3 separate regions of the Mus musculus genome follow, and all the other regions are linked to region 3. The links are chromatin contacts, called in public HiChIP or PLAC-seq maps. All regions are on one chromosome and are shown on one strand. Each heading gives the region's core, a stretch centred on a gene start, on an enhancer-like site or on the middle of the called end of the contact. The rest is flanking DNA. Distances are from core to core; before and after follow the strand shown.

The links. HiChIP or PLAC-seq counts read pairs in DNA pulled down with a chosen protein or histone mark.
Region 1: a RAD21 HiChIP or PLAC-seq map of pro-B cells shows a contact between it and region 3, with 5 times the contacts expected there. The contact joins two enhancer-like sites. A contact is called at or near these places in 1 of 39 promoter capture datasets (the 3T3-L1 cell line), 2 of 15 datasets of contacts at CTCF or cohesin (large pre-B cells and pro-B cells), 6 of 484 Hi-C or Micro-C datasets (3T3-L1-derived adipocytes, the HL-1 cell line, embryonic fibroblasts and 2 more), 2 of 115 datasets of contacts at active chromatin or transcription factors (embryonic stem cells and kidney) and 1 of 9 other capture datasets (embryonic stem cells).
Region 2: a RAD21 HiChIP or PLAC-seq map of pro-B cells shows a contact between it and region 3, with 3 times the contacts expected there. The contact joins two enhancer-like sites. A contact is called at or near these places in 2 of 15 datasets of contacts at CTCF or cohesin (the NIH/3T3 cell line and pro-B cells), 9 of 484 Hi-C or Micro-C datasets (the AtT-20 cell line, ECoMG myeloid progenitors, the F1.1 cell line and 4 more) and 2 of 115 datasets of contacts at active chromatin or transcription factors (both in embryonic stem cells).

The regions. Positions count from the first base shown.
Region 1 is chr16:25,616,978-25,621,905 of GRCm38.p6, forward strand. No RefSeq gene overlaps it. Among named protein-coding and RNA genes, the nearest start is that of Trp63, 64 kb to the right of the region's middle. Within about 2 kb of position 2,079, at least 2 of the 459 cell types and tissues checked have an H3K27ac peak or open chromatin away from gene starts, as enhancers often do. A contact at or near this core is called in pro-B cells, where this site is marked.
Region 2 is chr16:25,546,351-25,551,055 of GRCm38.p6, forward strand. No RefSeq gene overlaps it. Among named protein-coding and RNA genes, the nearest start is that of Trp63, 140 kb to the right of the region's middle. Within about 2 kb of position 3,376, at least 4 of the 459 cell types and tissues checked have an H3K27ac peak or open chromatin away from gene starts, as enhancers often do. A contact at or near this core is called in pro-B cells, where this site is marked.
Region 3 is chr16:25,375,052-25,380,110 of GRCm38.p6, forward strand. All of the region lies in intron 4 of Tprg (transformation related protein 63 regulated), which reads left to right. Among named protein-coding and RNA genes, the nearest start is that of Tprg, 91 kb to the left of the region's middle. Within about 2 kb of position 1,845, at least 33 of the 459 cell types and tissues checked have an H3K27ac peak or open chromatin away from gene starts, as enhancers often do. A contact at or near this core is called in pro-B cells, where this site is marked.

The DNA.
Region 1 (4,928 bases), core at 829-3,328, 240 kb after region 3:
TTGTTATTTTAATATCAATTGTACAAGACAATTCACTAAAAAACACCAGAAGTGATAAGATGACTATTATAAAAATGTACTTTATTATGATGGCTTACAGACAGCTGTCAAACTATTCAAAAAAATAGCTATCACCCAATGGAAAGTCCAAAATTCTAATCTCATTGTTTGGTCCATAAGGTTGGGTGTTTCAGATAGTCTTCAGTATATATTGGAATCCAGAAGAAGTAAACTCTAATGCCAGTGAAGGAATAAATGAGAGAGAGAGGGGGGGAGAGAGAGAGAGAAAGAGAGAGAGAGAGAGAGAGAGAGAGAGAGAGAGAGAGAGAGAGAAGGCAAAGAGCAAGAACTTGTGAGCCAGATTTAAGGTAAGCCTTCCCAATAACAAAAAACCCTTCACGGGTATACTCAGCAGTGTAGGCTTTGGTTAATAGCATGTATATAGTCAAGCTGACAACCAAGTATGACAATGTCATAGTCAATATTCATACTATGATGCAATTATTACTTGAACAAGCAATCATCCAAGTTACTATGAATAGTATTGTTCTTGTTATCTTGGCCAATCTATAGAGCCCATCACTGTCTTGGAACTCATTATATAGACCAGGTAGGTCTCAAACTCATTGATATCCACCTGCCTTTGCCTCACAAGTGCTGGGATTAAAGGTATGTGACATCATGCCCAATCTAAGTTACTTTAATTTTTTTTTAGACTAACATAACATTTTATTTTTAAATGAAATTCAGTTAAAATATACCCTTATATTTTAACTTTATAATTAATTCTAGGGAACTTTTATTGTAATTACAAAAATGTATATATGTTAATTTTTTGTCTGTTTTTTTTTTTTTTTTGGAGACAGGGTTTCTCTGTCTAGCCCTGGCTCTCTTGTAATTCATTCTGTAAACCAGGATAGCCTCAAACTCAGAAATCTGCCTGCCTCTGCCTCCAAGTGCTGGGATTAAAGGAGTGGGCCACCACTGCCCTGCTATATCAATTTTATTTAATCTTTTTTTACAGTCCAGATTTTATCCCCCTCCCAGTTCTCTCTGACTGTTCCACATCCCAAACCTCCTCCCCATCCCTGTCTCTAAGAGAATATCCCCACCCCCATAGCCCACCCCACCAGAACTCCCCACTCCCTGGGCCTCCAGTGTCTTGAAGATTAGGTGGATCTTCTCTGACTAAGTCCAGACCTGGCTGTCCTCTGCTGTATATGTGTTGGTGGTCTTATATCAGCTAGTGTATGCTGCCTGGTTGGTAGCCCAGTGTCTGAGAGATCTCAGGGGTCCAGGTTAGTTGAGACTGCTGATTCTCCTACTGGGTCACCCTTCTCCTCAGCTTCTTCTAGCTTTTCCGTAATACAATCACAGAGGTCCCCAGCTTCTATCCATTGGTTGGGTGTAAATATTTGCTTCTGCTTGTTGGGTCTTTTAGGAGGACAATCATGAAAGACCCCTTTTTGTGAGCACATCATAGGCTCAGTAATAGTGTCAGGACTTGAGGTGTCTCCTTGAGCTGAATCCCAATTAAATACTAATTTAAAAATTATACTAAATTGCTGAACCCGGTGCTGCATGCTTTTAATTCCAGCACTTGGAAAGCAGAAGCAGGAGAGTTTGGAGCCAACTTGGTCTGCAGAATAAGATCCAGGACAGCTAGGGGTACATGGAGAAACCTAGTCTCAAAAACAAAAGACACAAACGAAACAAAAACAACCAAACACCCCAAACACACAAAAATAAAGCCCTAAAACAAACACCCAAATTAATTGATTAACTAATCAATCAATTAATTAATAAGCAAACAAACCTAAGATGTAAGATGTATGCTTATATATTGCCTGATGACCAGTGCTTTAGAACAGTGTCTTATAAACATGTGTTGCCTGGAGTAACACCAGCATTTTGCACAGTATCCACCCCAACCCAGACTTTCCAATTCAGAGTAACACGTACTAGATACAAGGCTCATGCCATGCAAGAGTCTCTACTTTAGTGTAAAGAGCAAGTGATTGCAGCAGTCCTTTGGTCTCTGTTGTGGGGCTGAAGTAGTTTGAAAGCACCAGATGCTTACCCACTTGGTTTCATGGTTGATTGCCTAAGTGTTTCCTCAATGCTCCATTTGAATCACACTATATACAGTCAGTGGGATGAGAGGTTCATCAGTTGAAATCTGACGTCTAGGTACATGCTAACGTGCAGTCAGCAGAGAGTACAAATGGTAAGCTGAGATAGCTCGTGGCTCATACAGTAGAAAGGATGCCTTTTAAGGGAGTAAATTGCATCCCATTCCCTTCATTTCTAGGCTCTTCTCTTGATATTTGTCCTCCATGATGACCTCTACTTACTCTCTTGATTTTCATTTATAACAAGTTCCAACTTCATCTCCCTGGTAAAATACCCAGTCCTTCCTCTAGAATCCTGTGATATCATGACACACTGTCAACTGTAGGAATTAATTAGGTAATTTTCTCTTGGTGTTATACCACTAATGAGTTTCTCAAGGAGAGAATGGATGATTCAGTTACATGTTGGGTGTTATGTGTCATAGGGCCTTTTGTACGAAGAAATGTAGAGGGATTCAGACATTGTTCAGTCTGCTGTTAGGAAGTCATTTGGGAACATTCTGAATACAATTAGTATTTCTTGATGATCAGCAGTGTCATGATGAGCGTACCTCTCAGACATACTATTTCTGTCAGATAGCCCAGCCTTAGTGGAAATTATTCCACGTTTAAGAGCAATGAAGGGTTGGTCAGCTTTTAAGTATTCTTTTAAACCATACTTTGGCAATCTGCCTCTTAAAATCTTTCTGCCTCCTATTCTACCATGGTCCCTGAGCCATAAATATAGGAGCTCTTCATTTGTGATTGGTTGAACTTATGATAATCTTTTCAAGGAAATGAACAAATTGCTTTATTTCTTGTACCCCCACATAAGAGAAAGTAAGTCACTTCGTGGAGTTTTTTAGGCACTAACAATACACTTAGTAATAATAAATAGTCTACATATTAAGTGACACAGAGCACTCTCAGTATTGAATTAGGCCTGGGACAGAAGAAAGTTTGACATCCAGTCTAGCCCTAATCTACTCTGCCCTGCCTTTTATGTCAAATGATACATAGACCCTATAATGTGGGAGATACACAGTATGAAACATATAGAAGGCTACAGGTACACAACTTGAGAAAGTTATACAACCTTAATAAAGTTATACAACCTTGACATTCTACGAGTCATTAGTAAAGAAAAGTGCTTCAACAAGCAACTCAAGCTGTGATTTTGGAACTACTTATAATTATAAGACTATTATTACCATTGTTGCTATTATTATTATTTATTACTATATTCTGAGATACTTGTGAAATAGTGTCAGAAGGACCCCATAGCCTTGCTAGTTGTTCATTATGAGATGCAAGAGATACTTGAGGCTGAGAACACAATGAGAACATGGTAGCCTTTGGAAGCCAGACTTGAGCATGGGCCAGGAATGGCATACTGTATGAATATGTAGCCCAAACTCTCACACCATCCATCGCACCTCTGGCTGCATCTATGACAATAGAAAGATCTGAAATATAATTAAACACTCAAGTGGATTATAAGTGGAGTGATTTGATTTTTTCCAATAATTTATTATTTATTCATGTTACATTCTCATACCCACCTTTCCTGTTAGTCTCCCCCACACATGGGCCCTCCCCAATCCTCTCCCTGCTTCTGCTCTGGTAAAAGGGAGACCCCCTTGGGTACTGTACCAACTCATCTTGGTGAATCACAGGAATGACTTGATTTTTAAGTACAAGCCCCAAATATATGATGTTTTAGTCAATGATAACCTAGAAGACATCAGAAGAGAAGGATTCTCAGTGTATGGACCTGACTAAAAACCATTATGACATCTTTCATGTGGAAGAAAATTTGAGGCAAGGAGCTGAAATGTGAGGCTAGATAGAGGCCTGGTTAACAGTTCTTGATGTCTGCTCAAGAAAGCCTGAGACAAACAATATGGAGATGAATATGAATATGAATATCTTTGTGTTGCACAGTGACCACCTCCATTAGAAATCACTTGCCACTAAACAAAGTGCTGACATCCTAGGCAGCTTCATGAAGCTTCACAGTTAGTTTTAGTTGGGGACAAAATGCGCATGACTCAAACGGACATTCTCACAGAGCTAAAAGCTATGCATTGGCTCAACAGCAGGCAAGTGCCCAGAGTTAAGCAAAGGAAAGATCATATCTGTGATGCTAACCAAAATTGGGCTCTTAACTCTCAAAAGGGATCAGTGATCTTGAGAAGCTTTTTGTTTCGAAATTAAATTTGTTTTATTCACTTATGCATAAAAACATATAATTTATATTTATTAATGGCATACCACATGGTGGTTCAATTCATATGTACATTATATAGTATTGAATTCAGGGTGAATAAATGTTTCTTCTCAAGCAATTGTCACTTTGTTTCAGTGAAAATTATCTTTTGTTTTTCAGACCATTATAACAAAATACTATGGACAGAATCGCTTATGCACAACAAGTTTATTTCTCACAAGTCTGGAAAAGAGGAAGACTATAGTGGGGTTACTGACAAGTTTGGTGTCAGCACATGGCTGCTGTCAGCACTAAACCAAGGGTAAGTCTAAGGAAGGAGATGAGTTTTGCTGTTGTTGGTTAGTTAGTTGGTTGGTAAAGTGCTTACTTCGCCAACATGAAGATTGTGTTCAATTCCCAGAATCCATACACAAATCGGAGTGGTCCTGTGCTTTTATAATCCCAGTGTAGAGACACATGAATCCAGAAATTTCTGACTAGACAGCCACACCTAATTGTCATGTGAGACCCTGTATCATAAACCCAAGTGAACTGCTCCTGAAGAGTGATACCTAAGATTATACTATGGCCTCCATATGCTTTTATTC
Region 2 (4,705 bases), core at 2,126-4,625, 170 kb after region 3:
CTCCTTAATTCTTCGATTGAAGGCACTGGCTAACATGGAGGATTTCTGCCTACATTCAACCATGATGAAACTCCAGACAAGTTACTGGACACGTTGTGAGTCTTTCATCTGAAATATAATGTCAAAAATACCTGCCATCATTACAGTGCTCTGAGAGTAATTTTAAAACAACTTAGCCCCCCTCTCTTCCGTTTTCCTGTCCCTATAATTTTGCGTACACAAGATATGGATATTAACTACTCAAGATGTGTGAAGACCATGGCATGCCCAATTTCCAGGCATGTGCTAAGGAATGGGTCCCTTTTGTGACCCTCAGGTGGAGATCATCTGTCCTGCAAGGCAGGCAGAGTCTCTCTATGGCGTTACTGGCATGGCCAGAGGGTATACATGTGAGTGATCCTCCTGGGAGGAAAGTAGATAAAGGAACCAGGGAAGAACACTTTTATTGGAGCTGAGGAGGGCAGAGAACACAAATGAGCAAGGAAAACCATCATGGGTATGTGACTCAAAGCCTTGGGAACATGCTCAAAGGCAGGCCAATGATGTCCTGAGGCTCCATAAACCTCTGAGCTCAGGCAGCTGTTATCAAGAGTGACAAGGAGCACCGAGACCTTTGCTGACACCAAGACCTTTCCTTCCTTCTTGTCTTTCACTCATGGCTGATCCTATTTTCCACATACACAGGAGCTCTATAGTCCACTAAGAACTAGCCTAGTACTGTTGACCAGGCAGGGTTTCTACCAGAAAGGTGTATTTCTCTGGAAACTGCCAGTTAGCAATTGCTTCTAATTTGAAATGTGTGCTAGGAAGACTAGTAGCAAATAGGTTCTTTCCTGTTTTTTTTTTTGTGTGTGTGTGTGTGTGTGTGTGTGTGTGTGTGTTTGTTTTTGTTTTATGTGTGTGAATGTGTATATGTGTGTGTGTGTGTGTGTGTGTGTGTGTAACTGAGGAAAGAGAGATCACATATCAAATAAGCAAACTTAGGGTGAACAGTATGTATTAAAGTTCAAAGAATAATATTCAGGACATTTTTAACTCAACTTCTGTGTCCTTCCGCATTCCACTGCTCTGTGACATTGGAATCTTATGAGACAGCTCTGTAACTATATCACTACAGGAACCCTTCCAGCATTTTCTTCATTCAGATTATTGAAGCCAGCGCTGTAGTTTATCTGGGATTGCACAGCTCTTGCTAAGTGTTCCTTGTTAAGTGTCCCTTTCATGAGCATGACTCCTTTGCCAGTGCTCCAAGAATCACGCTCAAAGTTAAAAGTTCAGGACAGGACGATGGGAAAGGCCATGGAAAAGTAAGCATGGAATACTGCATGTTAGACGGCTGGGTCTCCTGGAGCCTTTCTTTCACACCACATCAGCCAAGCCATGTGACTGCTCAAGTCCCTCCATAGTGCCACACTTTCCACTTAGCTAAGTCGGCTCTTCAGACTTTGACCTCAGTCCTGCACAGGGAATCCAAAAGACACACAATTCAGAATGAAAGGTTTGAGGAGATGTGAACACTCCATTCCCCTTCTTGTAGCCCATTAAGGAAGGGCTGTGAGTGAAGGTGGGGAACTCTGGTCATGATTACTTTTCCTTTATTCACCAAAATGAGCTGCTTGAAGGTCAAAGAATCAACATTCAATGCGTGTAATTAGAACATTTCACAGAGTAAGTCTTCCCGGAGGAGATATCAGCATTCTTCCTTTATTTTTACTTCCTTACTGAACAACAGGAATATTTTTACTAAGCATGGAATCCTCAGTGTGTTTTATTATATTATATTTTATTATCTTATTAAGCAAACATTCAGATATTTAGCCATAAAACATTTTGCCTGAAACATGGGATCAAGCACAGAGAGTCAAAGTCATTTAATTTATGACCCTGTATATTACAAGTACCATGAGTTGAATGATATGACTGTTATAGGTATTGCCCCCAGATCCAGTGAGCTGGCAAGTGGTGCATTCTGGATATGGCTTAGGACATGTTAGATTTGGTGCCCAAATATGACTGCTATCATTCATTTCTTTTCCTTTTCAGAGATTTCAGCGAAAAGTATACTCACCAAAGATGCACCAGGCAGATGGAAAAGGAAGTGTTGATATTAACTCAACAGGAATCCAACAGCTTAGTCTGCTATGAAGTAGGTTTGGAGGTTACATTTTAGACCTGAGGCTTTAGGGAATGTAGGAGATGGAGGGTTTTTTCCCATAATAATTTTATCAACTGTTTGGGAATTTCACATTGTGATCTCTGAGCTCCCTCACATCCCTGTTCTGCTAGGTCTGCTTCCCAGTTCCAAATCCACCACCCACCACAAGAAGAAAAACAAAACAAAAAGAAGGAAGAGGAGGAGGAGGAGGAGGAGGAGGAGGAGGAGGAGGAGGAGGAGGAGGACAAGGAGGACAAGGAGGATGAGGAGGAGAAGGTCCCATTTGTGCTGCTCTGATTCACTGGAACAAGATCAAACTCCCAATGGCTTGCTGCTTAAGGAAAACTGAGTCCTTTCCCACCCACACCTCCATGAGAAGCCATCAATTCTTGAGAGCTCCACTTGAACATTGTTATCATAATTTTTAAGACTTCTCTTCAATGGCTTTATGTCTAGACTTTTATTTTGTGGGGTCAGGTCAGGGTAGGGGTTGTCACAGGACATTCTCTCTCTGTGTGTCTCTCTCTGTCTCTCTGTCTCTGTCTCTGTCGTGAGTCTGCAAGTTGTCATTACCATGGCAAGAGTACCTTCCTTTACAGTAAATGGGAGCATGGATCATGACCTTGTTTTTGGTGACAGTATGGAGTATGAACATGGCATTGACCTCAACATGGTCTTCTATGGCAGTACAGACCATGGACATCAACCAGATCTTCTGGTGCTGCACAAGCCGTGGATACCATCTCTGTCCTTGGAGCACAGGGCAAAGACATTCAGGTAGCCTTCAGGTATGGACGTCAACACAGACCCAAGGTGCTATAGGACCATGAACCCAGACATGGCTCTTGGTGACAGCATGGGCCTGGACATCACTATGGTCCCAGGTGGCAGTGAAGGTCAACCATATCAATATGACCCCCCAGAAGCAGCACAGCCCAGATACATCAACATAACTTGAGGCTGCAGCACAAACCGTGGACATCCAAATGATCTTCAGTGGTAACACAGGCCACAGACACCAACACAGGCCCCTATGACTCAAGGTTTTACATAGGGAGGACTCAACATTTACTCGGCTAGTGTTTAGCTTAACCAGAGCCCAAGGGTCAGCTTTTCAAGCAGAGACATTGCCACTGTGCCCAAAGAAGCCTATGTTTCAACCAAGGAGATTTATATTCTTGCTCCCTGGGAAGGATGTGGTCAGGCCAAATAGATGGAACAGTGTGATTAAAGGAAGGAAGTAGTGTGCCTTGCTACGGACCGAGGAACACAAGAATCCACAGACACGGGTATGGGGTGTGTTCGTTGGTTATTTATAGAGGAAGAAATTAGAGTTCTGGGAGGTCAAATACCTGATCACAATCACAGGCCTAGGAAATATGCTTCAGAGGCAAGAATGCTGACTTGGCAATCTTCATATTTAATCCAGACAAGTAAGAGGCTCTGTCTTAAAATCAAAAAAACAGTCAACAAAGAAAGAGACCAAACAAACAAAACCCAAATAGAAACAAAAGGCAAGATGGAGAGCTCGTGAAGTCCAGTGCCCAAGCTTTGGCCTCCACGTGTGCATGCATACACAAGCATGCATGCACGCACACACAAACACACACACACACACACACACACACACACACACATGCTCTCTCTATATAGTCTATCTATCAGGATATCAAAGCAACTAGACTTTAAAAACTAACGTCTTTGTGAATTATTTTGTCTACTGCTCCTGCTACACAGCTCCTCTGGGCAAGCTCTTCAGCAGTAAATGCAGTAGTGAGAAGACAAAGCTGGAAAGGACAGCATTTCACAAAGCGGTAGACGACACCTTTATTGAATTCTGTAAGAAAGTCATTTCAGTTTAGATTTACTAAAAACAACAGTAACTGGTTTGAAATCCCAGTGTGATATGAAGGTCATAAGAAGAAGCAAATAAACTACTCATCCTTAGCAAAGTCAAGAGATTGTCTGTTGGAAATCTGAGACATTTTGCCACTTGACAAGTAAAAATATATATATCATGCCAGGCCCATAGGGAGAAGATGCAGGAGTCAAGTCCTTGCGAGCAGCAAGTTGGATTTGACCTACATGTGAGACTTGCGTAGAGAAAAAGAGATGGTTGAACTCAGATGTCTCTCAGGGTCAGAAGTGGAGAACTGAGTGGCTCATGTCAAAGATGTCAAACTCCACTTCAGAAGCAGGGAAAGGGCTTTGAAGAAGGGCCATTGATCGGGTGGCCTCTATGACCACAAAGTGACTCTCAGAGATCCAGCCGCAGTGTGGAGAAAAAGAGTGGCAAAGGAGACTGGAAAGATCTTTGATGAGTCTGCAGTGTGGACATGAGTGACATTTGCTGTGGTCACCCTTCTGATGAATAATGTCTATAAATGCTTAATTCTTAGAAAAACCTCAATTTGCATTTCTAGAATTAGAATGCAGCCCTTATTTTTAAATCTATTTACCCCTGTCTTTTCTTAATCACAGGATGGATGGATGTATATGTAAAGCTATATTTTTGTGGAGTAAGATTATAGCTCATATTTAATAGTATTT
Region 3 (5,059 bases), core at 595-3,094:
ACCTCTGTCCTGGTGGGACACACACACACACACACACACACACACACACACACACACATTCATGCATGCATGCACGCACGCAGGCACAGGGCAGAGACAAATGATAGCTAATTTTGAATTTTATAAAGAAATTGAGGACACTTGTTATGAAACAACCATCTAAACAGTAAATACTGGGACATCTTGAGTCTCTTTGTTGCTAGGCTGTGTAGGGTGTTTCCCACTACACTTACAGTTCTGTAAAGAGATGGGTTGTTTTCTTTACACATGAGTTCTCTGAGTTGCATCAAAGGAGAGGCACAGCCTTAGGCTCTAGGGTACAGAGTTGAAATGGCCCTGTTATGTTGAGGCTGTGCATCTTTCAGAACTGCTGATTCCTGGCTCCATTTAGGGTGATGGCTGCTGCAGCCGCAGCTGTACCCATAATGGTATATAACTGAAGCTCGTCCACATGCACATAAAACATAGTGGCCATCTTGCTCCTTCACTGAGGTCCCTCAGTTGTTATAAGCTGTTACAGGAATCTAGCAGAAAGGAACTGACTCTCCTGGCCATTGTGCTTGCATTTAGTTTGTTTGTTTGTTTTTTGCCATTTTTATTAGATCTTTGAGAATTTCACAAAACATATTCATCTCCCTCCCCCGACTCCTCCCAGACCTTTCCCACTCACCTAACTTTGTTTCCTCTTCATTAATTTAAACCCATCAAGTCCAATTTGCATTGCCATGTAGTCCTGGAAATGTGACTTTCCAGGGGACTGTGGTTGACCCACCAGGGGTTACAGCCTCAAAGAAAACTGTTTCATTACTTCTCTACATTATTGACCTATAAATCCTTTTCTCCCAATCATAATATTTGTGTCAGAAAAATTCTGGAGATAGAGGGACCCATAGAGACTATATAAGACCCAGAAGGGCAAAGCAACTTAGGTAAAATTACAGTTACAGAGACATAAACAACTGTGGGGCCCTGACTACTCAGGAAAACTCAGGCTTGGATCACAAAGCAAAGTGGCTTCACATACTGACTCTTATTTCTTGTCAGCCAATTCTCATCAGTAAAGACGGAAATTAATAACAGCATTTCAGGGATGTTGGTCAGTGTAAGCAGGTACTCTATTGGAAAGCCTAGTGGTTTGCTCATATGCAGTCTCTTGAATTTGGTTTGGACTCTTGGTGAGATCATGTGTTTTACAGTTTACAGCACAGTTAACCCTCCCCACCTGGTACAAGAGTACAACTCAGCCCTTGGTGGGAAAACAGTGCAAACAGTCCCTTCAGAATGTCTTCACGTCATAGGCTAACCAAGTTATAGCATGCTTTTCCCATATGTAGTTTAAGCATCTATTATTATGTTTGGGATATGCTTTGGCTTGTATTGCCAAACCTGTATAATTAAGTGTTATATTATAGTGGGCTCCACAGCATTGGGCAACGAAATGAATTCTGGCCTTGTAATCAGCTGAATTTTGTGCCAACTCTACAAGGCACTAGCTCTGTGATTGTACACGAATTTCCTTTCGAATCCATAAAGTGACAGTTCAAAAAAAAGAAAAAGGGGATATGACCGATTTTCAGATCTCATTTGCGGGGATTTTCTTCTGGGAATGCATCGGAGACTCCTACTGTCTGTGTAAGGTTTCATGTTGACTGCTGAGATCACTCTTCTAATCAAATCCGCTCAATCGTGGATGATTAAGATGATTTCCCAACCGCAGACCTCTCCTGCTCAAAGTTCTCTCTTTAAATTTACTGCCAGAGCTCAGTGGAGTTCAGTAGCCAGCTCAGATGCTGACAGACCTGGGAGACAGTACCGCCTCCTACAGGAAGGTGGCGCGAGAGACTCTTCTCATAGATCAACCAGGAGGCTAATGGCCTGGAATGGAATACTCACAGAATCAGTAAACTGGTGACCATTCAAAGCAGACTTCCCTTTTCGGGCATCCGGACTGTTAGTTGTCCAGCCTCAGAGGACTTCTGGTAAAACAGAATTGACTTGGGGAAGACTTTGCTTGTCATGATTTTCCCTGAGTGAAGTGGAAGTCAGCTTCTCTAAGAGTCGCCCTCCTCCCCCTTCTCTTCCTTATCTCCATGGAGTTAGGAGTCAGCCCATTAATTCAGTATCTATTCAGTTCTTGCAGTGTGCCAAGCATGCCAGAGCTGAGCTCTGGGGAGCAATGTGTGAAGTATTCGTTTTTCCGGGGCAAACGGTGAGATTGGAGAAGTATTAAGTATACGGCGTGTGGCAAATGCTGATACTTGTGACCCAGGTGGCACAGAAGGAGTGAAGGGGGCTCACTCAGAGGAGGCTACAGGAAGGATTCTCCAAAGATCCAGAATTTGAAAAATGTTCACTCTCTCCTTCATTTCAGTCCTCCTTGAGCTGATTATCCTGGTAGACAGTGACAAAGAGCACATTCTGGGGGGGGGGGGGGGGGGTCACACGAAGACTGGGGACACGAGTTCTCAACCCAGGCTTATTACTATTGTCCCTGCACAAAGATGGATGGAGGAGACGATCGGAATAGGTTGTTCAGTCCTTGCTGTCTAATTGGTCTCCGTCTCTCTTTCTTTTCCCCACTGATTAGCCTAGAAAAAAAAATCGCTATCTTTCCTAAGTGTTGGCTTTCTTAAAGTTCAGTGTACCCCATCTTCCATGACATAGACCTTTATTGGGGGGCCCTTAGCTTGTGGTTGAAATGTTCACAGTTCTTAACTGGAAAACACTGTTGAGAAAAGCCACAAAAATTGTGAACGTGCCCAGGCATATTGGAAGCTGCCCCCAAGGTCTTTCCATTGACCAGCACAAAGACTATGACGAAGGTGCTGTCTGCCCACTCCTATGTGGAAATCGTGTTGTGTTTGTCTAGAAGCCAGAAGGAAAAAAAATATATGTTGAAAATGGCCTGATGACAGCCTATTTTGAGATACAGATGCCTTGCTACTTCAAATCCTTTCTTGCAAAAATTCTTATAGTTGAAAGGTTTTCATTGGTCTGAAGTCCAAGGAAATGAGCGTCCTTCCTTATCTAATTTAGCTAGACTGACAGTTTGCCTGTAGCTATTGGGAAACAGAGGGCTACTCACAGCCATTGGAGTGAAACCTCTGGGATATGGGATACAGTTCCTAAGTTTGGCCACAGAAATGATTTTTTTCTTTAAAAATGCCCCAGAATGTAATTATATGTCTTTAAACTGGATGCATTTCCAGATCAACATCACTGTGGACTTGGGGTGGGCAGTTCTATATTTATAGAAGTTAAGCTTTGTGAGACTGATCTTTTTTTATTTTTTAGAGGTTCTCATGTGTAAAATATAGAAGGTGTTCTTCATTGAGGCATGGAACCTGATAGTATCACGCAGACTTCACCAGGCCCAAGGTGTTGAGGGTGTCTCAACCGGCTGTCCACTCAGGAAAATACTTAAATGAACTTAAAATAAAAAAAGAAAAGATCTATTTTTAGCTCAGTTTTTATAGTTTATGTCATCTCTTGGTCATGTCTTGAGGCCTGAGATGAGGCAGCCATGGCTGAAGTGTTTGATGAAGAAGTCTGCTCAGGTCATGGTCACCAGAAAGCAAAAAGAGGAGAGGCAAAGTTCAAGGTGGTGTCCCTGTAATCTAACTCCACCTTATTGGGTCCATCTCCAGAAAGTTCTAGTATGTCCAAGAACTGCTATAGGCTGTGGCCAAGCTTTTACCACATGGCCCTCCTGAGAACACTTAGCATCCATACCATAAGACAGGGCACAGAGTTTCTAGAATATTTTTGCTTAGCTTTGATCACTATTTTAATTTCTTCTTTGAAGAAAGAATACTATATTTTCTCAAGAATATAACTGGAAAATTTAGTGAATAGTGTATGTTGGAAACTGAAGTCATAGTTGACTCTTACAGTCATAGCCCATAAGTAGGTAATTTATCAAATATGTGCTAGGATGAAGGTGTTGTATGTGTGTATGTATGTCTTTTTATTACCCCAAGAAGAAAAGAACAGAAGGCCTGTGGGGAGATTCTGGGCCTTTTCCTTATTGGCTGTACTCCTCCGAATCAGCCTTGTTCTTGACAGCTTGACTAAGACATGAGGCAGCATGCATAGAAATACTATGCGAAGCCAAGTTCAAACACGTTCTTAAAAAAAAAAAAAAAAAAAAAAAAAAAGCATGCACAGCACGTGAATACATCTAAGTCGCTACTTCAGCTATTGAAGTGCTGTGGACCTAAGTGATACAGCCTTTGCTACTAATGATGCCTGGGGTAATAGCAGAGATAACTCAGGGATGTGGAAAAGTATGCTGTGAGGTACAAAGTGATTGTGGCAGTTGAGCTGAGTCCATACGCTGGCAACAATTAGCTATGATATACCCAAGAAACAGGAAGGAAACAAACAGACTATGGCATGGCCTTGGAGACTGGGTACAAATAGGTGATTGGAATTTGATGAACTTGGTTAGTAGAACAGGCTTCATTACCTGAAACATGGGGTGAGACTAAATCCACGCGGTGAGAGAGGGTAGAGCATCTCGGGAAATGGTGAGCTGATGGTGTTTTTTATGATGGATGCTCACTGCCCTCCCTCCCTCCCTCCCTCCCTCCCTCCCTCCCTCCCTCCCTCCCTTCCTTCCTTCCTTCCTTCCTTCCTTCCTTCCCCCATCTCCCCTTTGTGAGAAACATAATTACGTTGGTAGTTATGAGAGTTGGAGTGCCTTTTATTTAGGTAATGGTAGATAGTCTTGGAAATCTTCCTAGAGGAAGTAAGTTTTAGATATTGGAGAAGGACTTTCAAGTGGAGGGAAAGATAAATGCTGTTCCAATAAAGACTGCTGAACTCATTTGTGGAACTGATAAGATATGAATACTAGGAGGAATATTTGTGTGGAAAATAGCATAGCGGAGAGTCAGGGAGAGTGGGAGAGTTGGGAAGCCACCACGTTAGAAAGGTACTCAGGACTGAGTGTCTGACATATTAATAGAAATAGCACAGTAGTAGACTGGTGGCCTTATGGGAGAGGCATACCCCAGATCTTGACTTCATGCTGGAAGTGGAAGTAAGAATGAGAATT